Regions from separate parts of the Mus musculus genome. Here region 2 is linked to region 1. Evidence: chromatin contacts called from public HiChIP or PLAC-seq data. All regions are on one chromosome and are shown on one strand. The core of a region is the stretch at or near the end of the contact, and the rest is flanking DNA. Distances in the headings are between cores, read along the strand shown. Region 1 holds the start of Kras (Kirsten rat sarcoma viral oncogene homolog). Region 2 has its middle 23 kb from the start of Gm38926.

Region 1 (5,027 bases), core at 1,753-4,252:
TTGAGGAAACACCTCTCCAGACGATAGATGTAGAAAGAATGGCTGCCAAGAACTGACTATCAATGTGCTAACAAACCCAAAGATTTCTGATCTATCTCACACTAACTATATGGAATACCTGGTGTGTGTGTGGTGTGGGTGGGGGGCTAGGAATTTAAATTATGTAAGCATGGCAAATGATTCTGAAGCCATGGAAAGTGAAAACCCCCAACCCCCCACCTCCCACCTTGGACCCTGTAGTGTTAAGGAAAAAAAGGGAAGATCCTGGGGGAGGTGGCTGTTCCTGAGAGTGCCAGGACATCATCAGGATGGTGGAAAGGCCTGGCACAGCTTATGTAAGAATTGCTGTGGGAATGAAAGGAGACATCCTCTTTGAGGTGAGGCTGGAAAGCAGGGTTCATAGGACCAACAGAAGGAACTGTCCTACTTAGCTTTAATTGTCAATTTGGAACAGCCTAGAGTTGTCTGAGAGGCAAGCCTACTCTGAAGGATTACCCAGATCAGACTGGAAGTGGACATGTCTGTGGTTGTGAGAATTTCCCTGATTGTTAATTGACAAAGAAGGATCCAGTCCACCATGGGCACCATCATTCCTAAGCAGGTGGTCCTTGGCTCTACCTAGCTAAGTACTAGCCTGGGAGTGAGCCAGCAAGCAGTGTTCCTCCATGGTTTCTGCTTCAAGTTCCTGCCTGAGTTGCAGCTTTGACATCCTTCAGTGATGGTCTGTGACCTTGACGTATAAGCCAAATGAACTCCTTTCCCCCTAAGCTGCTTTTGGTCAGAGGATTTTCTTGAAGTCACAGGAAGAAACTAGAACAGTAACTCATTTTGGGAACCACGAGCCAAGATGGTAACTGAGACCCTGTGGATGGATTAGATTTCTGCTGCTGCCAGAATTTTTATAATCAGCATCGAAGTGCTCTACAGAGCACTGCAGTCCCTTTATGGTTAGCAGAGCACCAATTGCAGAGGACACTGAACTAGCAGCTGAGAGAGAGAGAGAGAGAGATGCTTATCGTGGACTTAAATTAACACAGAATAATCTGTGGTTTGGTACAAAACAATGTTCAAATAAGCAGAAATTAATTTAACAAATTCAAAGAGCTCATTATTCAGCAGACAGTTTTCTCGTCACCTAGCATGTGGCTCATCAGAAGGTGACCTTGGTGAGTGTAAAAGCCGGTTGCATAAGATGATGAAGGCAGACACTGATGGGTTTAAAGAACTCTAAGTAAGGATTTAGTCTCAGGGTTCATAAAGAGGGTGCCTGGATTGTTTATTCAGCACTTCATGTCTTCCCTGAATGTCTTACTTGTAAAAGAGGACTGTTACAGGCACTAGAATTTTAGCAGTCAACAAAACAAGTCAGAATCCTCACTCTCACAGAGTTTATTCTTTATTGGGGGAAAAGAGAAGAGTTAAGAAAATCAAGAGAGCCAGGCATAGTGTGATAAGCCTTTCATCCCAGCAGTCAGGAGGCAGAAGCAGGAGGAGTTCTATGAGTTTGATTGAGGCCAGCTTACTCTTCCATAGAGACCCTCTCAAAACAAACAAAAACCAAAGAGAATTAAAATGAAATACTAAAGCATTAAATGGTGGTGAGTGTCCTGGAGAAAACTAGGAGTAGTGTTCGGGGACTGAGGGGAGACTGCAGTCCCAAAGACGCTCTTTATGGAAGCTCTCACTTAAGAAATGAGACATTTAAACAAGGCTTAAAGCCTATGATATAGGAAGCTCTGGGCATTGGTAGTTAGGAGACAGTTTTTGAGGACAGTCTCAGAGGAAAAGGCCAACCTCCCCATTCTCGGAGCAGCCAGGAGTCAAGGTGAAACACGAAGGTAAGGTAAGGTAGCAAGTGGTCAAAGGCAGCATAGAATTTTAGAATTTTGCCTTTATGTTCTTGAACTGTGAGCCACGCGGGAGCTCAAGGCAGACTGAGATACTGAGTTAGTATCTTTCCTTCAGCTTAACAGTGTGAATGTGGCCGCCATTTCTTCCTTTCCGTAAATTTCTTCCTTCATCTGTAAAATAGTCGAGATGATGTTTAACTCGCGGGGGCGTTGTGATAATTAAATACGCTATGTGCAAAAACATTTAGCAGTTAACTTGACACAGAGTAGGCACGTTCTTTCTTTCCCTGTCTTCCTCCTGTTTCCCGGGCCTCCCACCTGGTGCTGGGAGGGAGAGGTAGGGTGCAAGAAGAGTGACATCACTTCAGAGAGCTAGTGTAACAGTTTCACGCGTGGCTGGTGATGGGGCTGTGAGGACAGACGGCGGTCGGTGGGTGGGTGGATGGGCAGTCTTTTGGGCGGGGGCCCTGGCTCTCCAGGCCTCAACTGATGGCATTTTTTAGAAGGGGCATCAGTGCGGTCTAGAGGAACGCACGCTTATTTGCCTCCCTGTTTAACTCTGCGGTGGTAACTGATGAATGAATGTCTTCTACCTGGCGTCCTGAGAAGTCTCCTCGGATCTGTCCTGTGGAGCGAGGGCACTTCCTACAAAGCGGCTCTCCATGTGGTATCCGGGCAGAAGGCCAGCCTGGTCTACACAGAGAGACCCTGTCTCAAAACAAAAAGAGGAGGTCCGGGTTGGGAGCCTGCAGGCTTCGGACAGTCCGGCCAAGGGACCGCGAGGCCAGCGGCTGGGGTCCGCCCCCGGCGGCGCCGCGCGCGCCCGGAGGAGCAGCAGCGGGGCGGGCGGCCGCGTGCGAACGAGCGGCGAGGCGGGGCTATCGGGAGCGCCAGCCCCGGGTCGGGGTCCGCGTTGGCCGACGCCCTCTCGGCACCACCCTCGCGCGCCCCCGCCCGGGCCCGTCCTGGCCGCCGCTTCCCGCCCTCGCTCTCCTGGGCTCCCAGCGCTGCGGCCGCTCCCTCCCTCCCTCCTTCCCTCCCTCCCGCGCGCGCGGCCGAGGCAGCGCGGAGCACCGAGCGCATCGATCGGCCTGCTCTGCGGCCGCCCGCCCGCCTGCCGGGCCCATCGCGCACTCCGGGCTCGATTCGGCAGGCGGCGGCCGCGGCGGCTGAGGCGGCAGCGCTGTGGCGGCGGCTGAGACGGCAGGGGAAGGCGGCGGCGGCTCGGCCCGGAGTCCCGCTCCCGCGCCATTTCGGACCCGGAGCGAGCGCGGCGCGGGCCTGAAGGCGGCGGCGGGAGCCTGAGGCGCGGCGGCTCCGCGGCGCGGAGAGAGGTAGGGCGCGGGCGGCGCTCCTGGGCCGCTGCCCGGTGCGGAGCTCGGCGCGGCCGGGCGGGGCCGCGGCGCTGAATGAAGCCGGCTCGGGGCGGCGGGCGCGGGGCGCCGAGGTCGGGCGGCCGCCGTTTCCCGGACGGGGCGGCTTTCCTTCCTCCTCCCGGCCGCGGCGGGCCCTCCGCGCTCGCCCGGCCTCCGCGCCCGGCCTCTGCTGCACCCGGCATCCGCGCCTGGCGCCCCGCGCCCGGCTCAACTTGTCGGGCGCGCGGGCTGTGCGGGGACGCCGCTTCCCCTGGCCGGGCTGCGGGGCCCCGGGGGAGGTCGCGGCGGGAGGTGCTCGGACCCGGTGGCCGGAGGGCGTCGTGGTTCTCGGAGGGGAAAGGCGTCCGCCGCGGAGTTCGCGACCGCTCCCCTCCCCCACGCCTGTAAGGGCTGTGACATTGCCGCGGCCACAAAGGAGGAGGTGGAGGTAGGGATGGTGCTGGCAGAACAGGTGGCCCACGCCCTGCGCGGAAAGCCCGCGAGCGACCCGCACGGAAGCAGAAAAGTTAATGCGGCAAGTCTGAGTGGCTTTGTGTCGTGAAAACACAGGGGGAACGAAGGGCGAGAGCCGAGGCAGGGGACTCTCCCCGAGTGGAGCGCAGGCAGCTCGGCTCACAGCGTCAAGTTTGAATCGCCTGCTGCCCTCTCCCCTCAGTCCTGCGGTTTGTCCCTTGCCCCTTCCAGACTCCAGAGTTGATTGTAGCATTCGGGCCGACCTCTGAAATCCCCCTAGGCCCATGTAGTAGCTCAAGTCCTGAGCCAGCCCCGTTAAAGCAAGGTGATCATCAAGGCAAGGACTTAAAAGCAGAATGGCATGCTGTGTTTGTCGTAGAGGAATCATCTGAGAGGAAATGTTGAACAAGTCTGCTCATAATAATCACTTCGAAATTGCCACCAAATGACCAGTGTCACTCTTCCACCGAGGGCCTGATTGCTGACCCCTCATGTGATAGACAATAGACATCAGATACGCTAGGTATCCATATATTTAATTTGAAACTGTAGCTATTCACAAGCATCCTTGGTTTTAAGAGATGGCGGATAGTAATTTAATTTTTCCACTTTGGTTGGAATTGAGCCCCTTTATTACCTTTTGTAACTGGGGGTGGGGGTGGGTGGGTGGGGGAACCTTTCAGGCTTAAGGTTTTTCTTGAGTAAGACTTCTTTTTTTTCTAGTGGACTTAATTAAATATTACTAAGTTTTAAAAACCCGACAATAAATTTTATTCAGCAAAAGCTACGGTGTAAATGATTCAATATCTGTCCACAGTATACCCTAAATTAGCCAACATTTTAGTCTGTGGGACCCCTTTGCACCTATAAACAAATTATTGAGGGTCTCAGAAATCCTTGAAGGGGGGGAACATGCCAATATTTACTATATTAGAAGTAACACATTTTTTCAGTTTATTTAGAACTAGGAATAAAGTGCCTGTTGGTAACATGAATTCATTTTTTAATGAAAAAATAATAAATTTTCTAGAACAAAGAATTAGAGTAGCTTTGTTTTACACATTAACAATCTGTTTAATTGTGCTTCATAGGACATAACAGTATTCTTTCATATCTACATCTCATATCTGCATCTGCATTCTCTTTGTTGTGATTACAGGGCCTAGAGAACCAACTGTCCTTGTAATAGTAAGAAGGCTAAAAAACAATTGCTGTAAAAACGGTTCTAACCTCCTAATCCTGTTCCCTACCACACAAAGTTTTAGGGACCCAAAATTGCTCCTGTACGCTAGCCACACTGTTTGCGGGAGGGAGAGGCAAAGGTCGCATTTCCATGTGATTTCTTTTC
Region 2 (5,697 bases), core at 212-2,711, 76 kb before region 1:
CAAGGAAGGGATTGTTTCAGAAATGAGAGGCCAGGCCCAGCACTGCACACTTGCAACCTCAGTACTCAGCAGGTAGACACAGGATGATCAGAGTTCAAGGCTAGCCTTGGCTACATAGTGAGCCTGAAGTCAGCCTGGGATCCATGAGACCCTGTTTAACTTTCCAGCCTCCAAAATAGTGAGCGAGCAGCTGACTCTGGCTTTGGTCGACCAAGATGTCATTACAAGATGGCATCTATCTGAATTTGTTCATATACTTTATAACAAATAGGTACTAATGGTAAGGAGATTAAAATCAAACACATTACTGTATACTATTATATTAGCATTATGTTATATTGAGTGTTATAAAAATGTACAGATATATTTTGGTTGATATTAAGTGGTTTCCCCTGAAGTAATAACCAAGTTTCAGCATCAAACCCTGGAAAGCATGCAGTTTGACTGCTATTAATACAAAACACCTTCTCATGTTGTCTTGGATCAGGGCTTCCTGCCTCCAGTAACATGAAGAGGAGTCACATTCAGTTATCAGGGAAGTGTCAAGGGGTGGCAGTCTGGCTGACTGAACTAGAAATAACTACCTAGCACTAGAGACAGCCCCCCCCCCACACACACACACATACATTGGAAAACTACTGTGTCTACACCTCCCTCCTAGTCGGAACCCACCCGTTCAAGACAATTATACTGCTCACCTGAAAAACAGCCTGGGGTGGGGCTGGGGTATGCTGGGAGCTACATGAGCTTATAAGCACAGCCATGGTGGCAGTTTAAAATCAGTTTCTCTGTACTGTGACAAAGAAGGGATCTTTTCCATAAGCTGAGCCTGACCTGCAGAAGGGCTGTTGGGTTTTAAGGGGTATATTATTTAGCACCTTGAATACTTGTTTGTTCCAGATCCTCTGTGGGGTACAGAGCATGGCTGTGTTCTCAGGGGACCAACTCCCCTTGCCCCCTGGGACACTGCACGGATTGTCCCTGCAAGTGCTTCCCCGGAACTTAAGTGAAAATGCAGACCAGAGGCTTTAAACAACGATGTGGACTGGCTCCATCTGCCTTGAGAAGGGTGTAACCAAATAGAAAACACTACAGAGGCAAAGCTCTTGAGGAAACCCTTCACGTAGAACTGTCGGTCAAGCCGGACTTGTCAGACAAAGCAGTGGTGAAGATGGTGATGAAGAAGGTTGCATCAGTCCCTGGGGGTAGGTAGCAAACCAGCTGCCTCGTTCCTACGTTTGAGTGACTTCTGCCACTAGGGCAAGTAGGCAAGGTCTCCCATACAACAAGCACGAGAGATTTGCCTGCGTGTGTTGTAGGGGGTATTGTGGGGAAGGACAAGCCACACACTTGAACCCTATTCTACCTATGGCCTGGCTGCCCTTTGACCTATACTATGTAACTCTCTTAGACCTCCCTTTCCTAACCTTCATTTGAATACATGCATAACTAAACTTGTGTTTAGACACATATATGCATATTTCATCACAATGAACCATCTGCTTGCCTGTGTGGGTTACGTAAGAGAAGTGGGCGAGGCGCCGGTGCAGGCAGAAATTCGGTTTGATGTTTGTTTAATTGTATTTCTGTAATTCTGTCAGGAGAGAGCCTCTCCTGAATGAGCATATGGTTTAAAGAGAAAGCTGAGGGATTTGAAGATAGATGCTGGGGAAATTAATAATCAGTAGAATATTCTGGGAGACATTCTGGCAGTTATAGTAGCCATGCCTCCCTCCCCCAAGTAGAAAGGAAAGGTCAAGGTTCAGATGCCCTAAACCCCACATGCTGGTTGTCGGTCCCTGAGTTGTCTGAGGTCCTCTGGTCAAGAACAGCAGAGCTTCACCTCCCTGGAGCCTCACTCAGACCCCCAAATGCCATCTCAACCTTTCCCATGCCCCTGCTTAGCCGTGCCCATTAGCTTTGAGAAAGCAGGAGGAGGCGTTCTCTGAGAACTCAAGCAAGCAACTGACACTTTAGTTACTACAGGTTCGAATCTTAAAATAACACTAACACTAACAGGTTGTGACTGTGGGCTTATGCGGGCATCTTTGCATCATTGTTGCTCTCTGGAAACTCATCTCCACTTTAAAAAGAGTCAGCCTTGGGAGCCGGGAAGAAAGCTCAGCAAATAAATGTGCTGGCTACTTAACTGGGGTAACCTGAGTTAAATCTCTGGAGGAGGAGACAGTCAACAGCAGAGACCTAGTGCAGACTCCCTGGTTTGCTCACACTGGTTGGCTAACAAAGCTACAGGGTTTAGATGCTTTCCGGTGGAGAGCAGCCCCATCTCCGCTAAGGTGGGTGAGTTGTCCTGAGAAGCTCAGAGCTCTCTTAGGTGCTGGTCAAAGGTGACACCTCTCACTTTAGTCAGAACACCAGGTTATCGTGGTGTTAACAAAGTCCTTCTCCTAGAAGTCCCTGAAACCTTCCCTCTCCCTGCGGTATGGAGTTTATCTTGAGAGGACTAGATTTGAAGTACCCTGAGACCACATTTCTACTCCAGCACTGGATTCTTTCAGCTCACAGACCTTGAGCCGAGGTTGTTGAATGTGCCTAAAGAGAGCCAGGGAGGTGAAGGCACTTGTCACAGGCTGTGCCATTCCCTGTGGGTCTGGCTGCAGTCGCTAGCTTGTTCTCCTAAGTCCTGTGCCTAAGAAAAGGCTTCCTCATGGGCCCTAGCTCACACCGACATGTCAATTAGAACCTCAAATATACGAAGTAGCTGTTTTTAGTCATCTTGGGCAGCAACTTGAATCCTTTCTTTTTGTTGAAAATAGATATGTAGTTTTGAATATAAAAACAAGACAGTCTCAAAACTGGGAAATTTTAAAAATAAGTAAACTATAAGTGTGTGTACTCAGGATGTTTATAATATATTGTTTCTCAGGGTCCAGAAGAGAATTTCTCAAAACTGATCTGCTGCAAAGTTTGCTAGTGGGACCCAGAATATACATTTAATAAACATCACAAGTGACTTGTGACTTCATTGCTGGGTTCTTACTATGTTTTACACGTAGTGCTTGCCCTTCACCCACTAATTCTTTTTTTCTTTATTCAAATACTGCCATAGAGCTCTTGGTCCTCCAAGGGAAACACAGCTGTGCCTGCCTGCTAGCAGGAAGCAGGCTCTCTACCTGCAGTTTGTTGGCAGTCGACATTCCCCTAGAAGGACGGGTGGGGGAGGGTCATTGGCGCCACACCTGAGATTGCAGCTGCCCCTCCCTGCTGCTTGTTCGTAATCAGCCTTAATTGCACATGGTCCTTGGAAGTGCCAAAGTGTATGAGCTAGGGCAGTTCGTTTGATGAGGACCTCCAACGTGTGAGTCTAAGGGGAAGCCATTACCATGCTGGGTGAAGACCTCCCAATGGGGCTGCCCTGGGCTCATCCACACACCCAATCTTTGAAGCCTATGAAAAATCATTGGTCTTCCCTCCACCCCAAGCCATCCCCCACCTCCCCACCCCCTCATGAACCTTTGATTGTCATTGCAACACTGTGAGGAGAGGGTAGCTACTGTCTAACTCTGCCTAGGGAAGGAATGTTCAAGCAACACACAAAAGCAGTTACAATTCTGGAAATGTCTGGTTTATAGAATGATTTGCAGGTTTCTCAGAAAGAAACTTCAAGTTTCTACCAAACTGTTGTTCTTGACTGCTTTCTCTAATTAGGTGGATACAAAGTGTAAGATAAACTCAGGTCAACTAGAGAAAGCAATGTCCAATTAGCAACATAGGCCTGCTCCCACTGATTGGGGGAAGGGGGTAGTGTTCTTGGAGCCCAAACAGATGTGTAATAAGATGGCACATCTTAGCCCTCTTGTTTGAGTTTAGTTTGCATGTACCAGCTGTAGGACTTGTGAGCATGTGCCCAACTCTGGGCTCTGGGCTCTGGGCTCTGGGCTCTGGGCTCTAGGAGCAGGATTAGCAACTGGTGCTCCAGTCAGCAACAGGAGGCGAGCCTTATATTTTATAACCCCAGTCCCTGTGTGGGTTGTCAGTCCTGTGGCTTTGAAACAAAGGTGGTAAATAGTCTCTATTCAGCAGCTTCAGTGGGACAGAGTTCATTTTGGCTCAAGGTTTGAAGGGGTACAGTACCTCATGATAGGAAAGGCGTGTGGGCAGAATCACAGACCGCGGGAGGTTGGGAAGCAGCTACTCTCTCTTCGTCATTCAGTCTGGAGACCCTGCCCATGGGGTAGCGCCACCCTACTCAGGGTGGGCCTTCCCAGTTCAGCAAGACTCCTCCTCCGCAGACTCCCATAGAGCGTACCCAGAGTTGGGTCTCCTAGGAGCTGCCAGATCTCTTCAAGCAGACAGGGAAGGTGAAGAAGGGATGATTGGTAGGTTCTTGGTGGCTAGGCTTCTTCCAACAAATATCACCCCAAAGGTGGAAGAGGGATGGAGTGAGAAGATAGTTCCTGGGGAAGGGGGCTATGCATACAATCGTACAAAATAAAAAAAAAATTTACTTTCTGCAACATGTACAGGGGAGTTTTTGGATAAAGATGTGTTGCCTGGTGTGGAATTTTTAGTTTGAAGCCAAACTAACACTGTGAGATACACAGTGATATTTGTCTCAAAAAAGAAGAAGAAGAAGAAGAAGAAGAAGAAGAAGAGGAAGAGGAAGAGGAAGAGGAAGAGGAAGAGGAAGAGGAAGAGGAAGAGGAAGAGGAAGAGGAAGAGGAAGAGGAAGAAAGAAAAGAAAGAAAGGAAAGAGAGGGAGAGAGAAGAAAAGAAAAGGGAAAAGAAAAAGAAAACCAGGAAAGAGGGGGAGAAAGAAGAAAGTGTTAGGTCTTTTAATTTTCCCCCACCAATCTGAGGGCAGGCCAAGGATTGACACAAAGTCACACCCTGCAGCAGACCTCAGGAAGGAGATTTATTGAGGGAGAGGGGTTCTACAAAAGGCTGCCTCCTTTGGACAAGGGTGGAGAGACGCTGTGAAGGCACAGGCTTTCTAAAGGGCATAGCGCATGTAGGTAGGGAGAACACGAGACCAGTGGCAACAGTGGAAATGTGTCGCTTTTGGCGGCTGGTGATGACTTGGCTGCTGGCGCTGAGTTACTGGAAGCGGGCTGCAGGCAGCACCTGGTTCTGAAGATGCCCCTGTGGCCTCACCCATGAAATCTTCCCAAACCTTCCCCGTGGTCAGCACTCTAAGAAGCTGTGCTGTCCCACAGAACCACAGTAGTGGAGGGCAGCGATCTAAACCTCCCAGAATGCAACAAACTCCTCCTGAGGGACCCTCTCAGCCCAGGCTCTCGCTCCCTCCACGGCGGCCTGTGCTCTCCAACCCTGTCTATCTGGGGAGACTCTTGCTCTGTCTCAGAGGCATTCTTACTATGTCTTCTGCTCGAAGGGACAACACGGCTCCTTGGGGTTCATTCTTTTGAAACAGGATCTTGTGTAACCCAGGTTGGCCTCAGACTCACTATGCAGCCAAAGATGACCTCCAACTTACGATCTCCTGCCTCCACCCCTGGAACACAAGGGTTAGAGATGTGCACCCCCATGCTGGTTTATGTGATTTTAAGGATTGAACCTAAGGCTCCTCGTGCTTCCAAATGAGTCTCTCTCTCTCTCTCTCTCTCTCTCTCTCTCTCTCTCTCTCTCTCTCTCTCTCTCTCTCTCTCTCTCTCTATCTCCCTCCCTCCCTCCCCCTCCTTTCTCTCCCCCTCTCTCTTTCCTCTTTAGGGAGAC

The links. HiChIP or PLAC-seq counts read pairs in DNA pulled down with a chosen protein or histone mark.
Region 2: an H3K4me3 HiChIP or PLAC-seq map of intestinal villus epithelium shows a contact between it and region 1, with 7 read pairs. The contact joins the enhancer-like site here to the promoter of Kras in region 1. A contact is called at or near these places in 5 of 39 promoter capture datasets (the 3T3-L1 cell line, embryonic stem cells, hippocampal neurons and 2 more), 40 of 484 Hi-C or Micro-C datasets (3T3-L1-derived adipocytes, the AML12 cell line, B cells and 27 more), 27 of 115 datasets of contacts at active chromatin or transcription factors (the HPC-7 cell line, PVALB interneurons, the SCID.adh cell line and 20 more) and 4 of 9 other capture datasets (adipose tissue, liver, macrophages and 1 more).

What each region holds. Positions count from the first base shown.
Region 1 is chr6:145,248,206-145,253,232 of GRCm38.p6, reverse strand. Kras (Kirsten rat sarcoma viral oncogene homolog) reads left to right here and starts at 3,002. Exons shown (of 5, transcript NM_021284.6): 1 at 3,002-3,184. Gm15706 (predicted gene 15706) reads right to left here and starts at 2,704. Exons shown (of 2, transcript NR_045598.2): 1 at 2,444-2,704; 2 at 1,384-2,021.
Region 2 is chr6:145,322,150-145,327,846 of GRCm38.p6, reverse strand. No RefSeq gene overlaps it. Among named protein-coding and RNA genes, the nearest start is that of Gm38926, 23 kb to the left of the region's middle. Within about 2 kb of position 1,461, at least 23 of the 459 cell types and tissues checked have an H3K27ac peak or open chromatin away from gene starts, as enhancers often do. A contact at or near this core is called in cortical neurons, hippocampal neurons and intestinal villus epithelium, where this site is marked.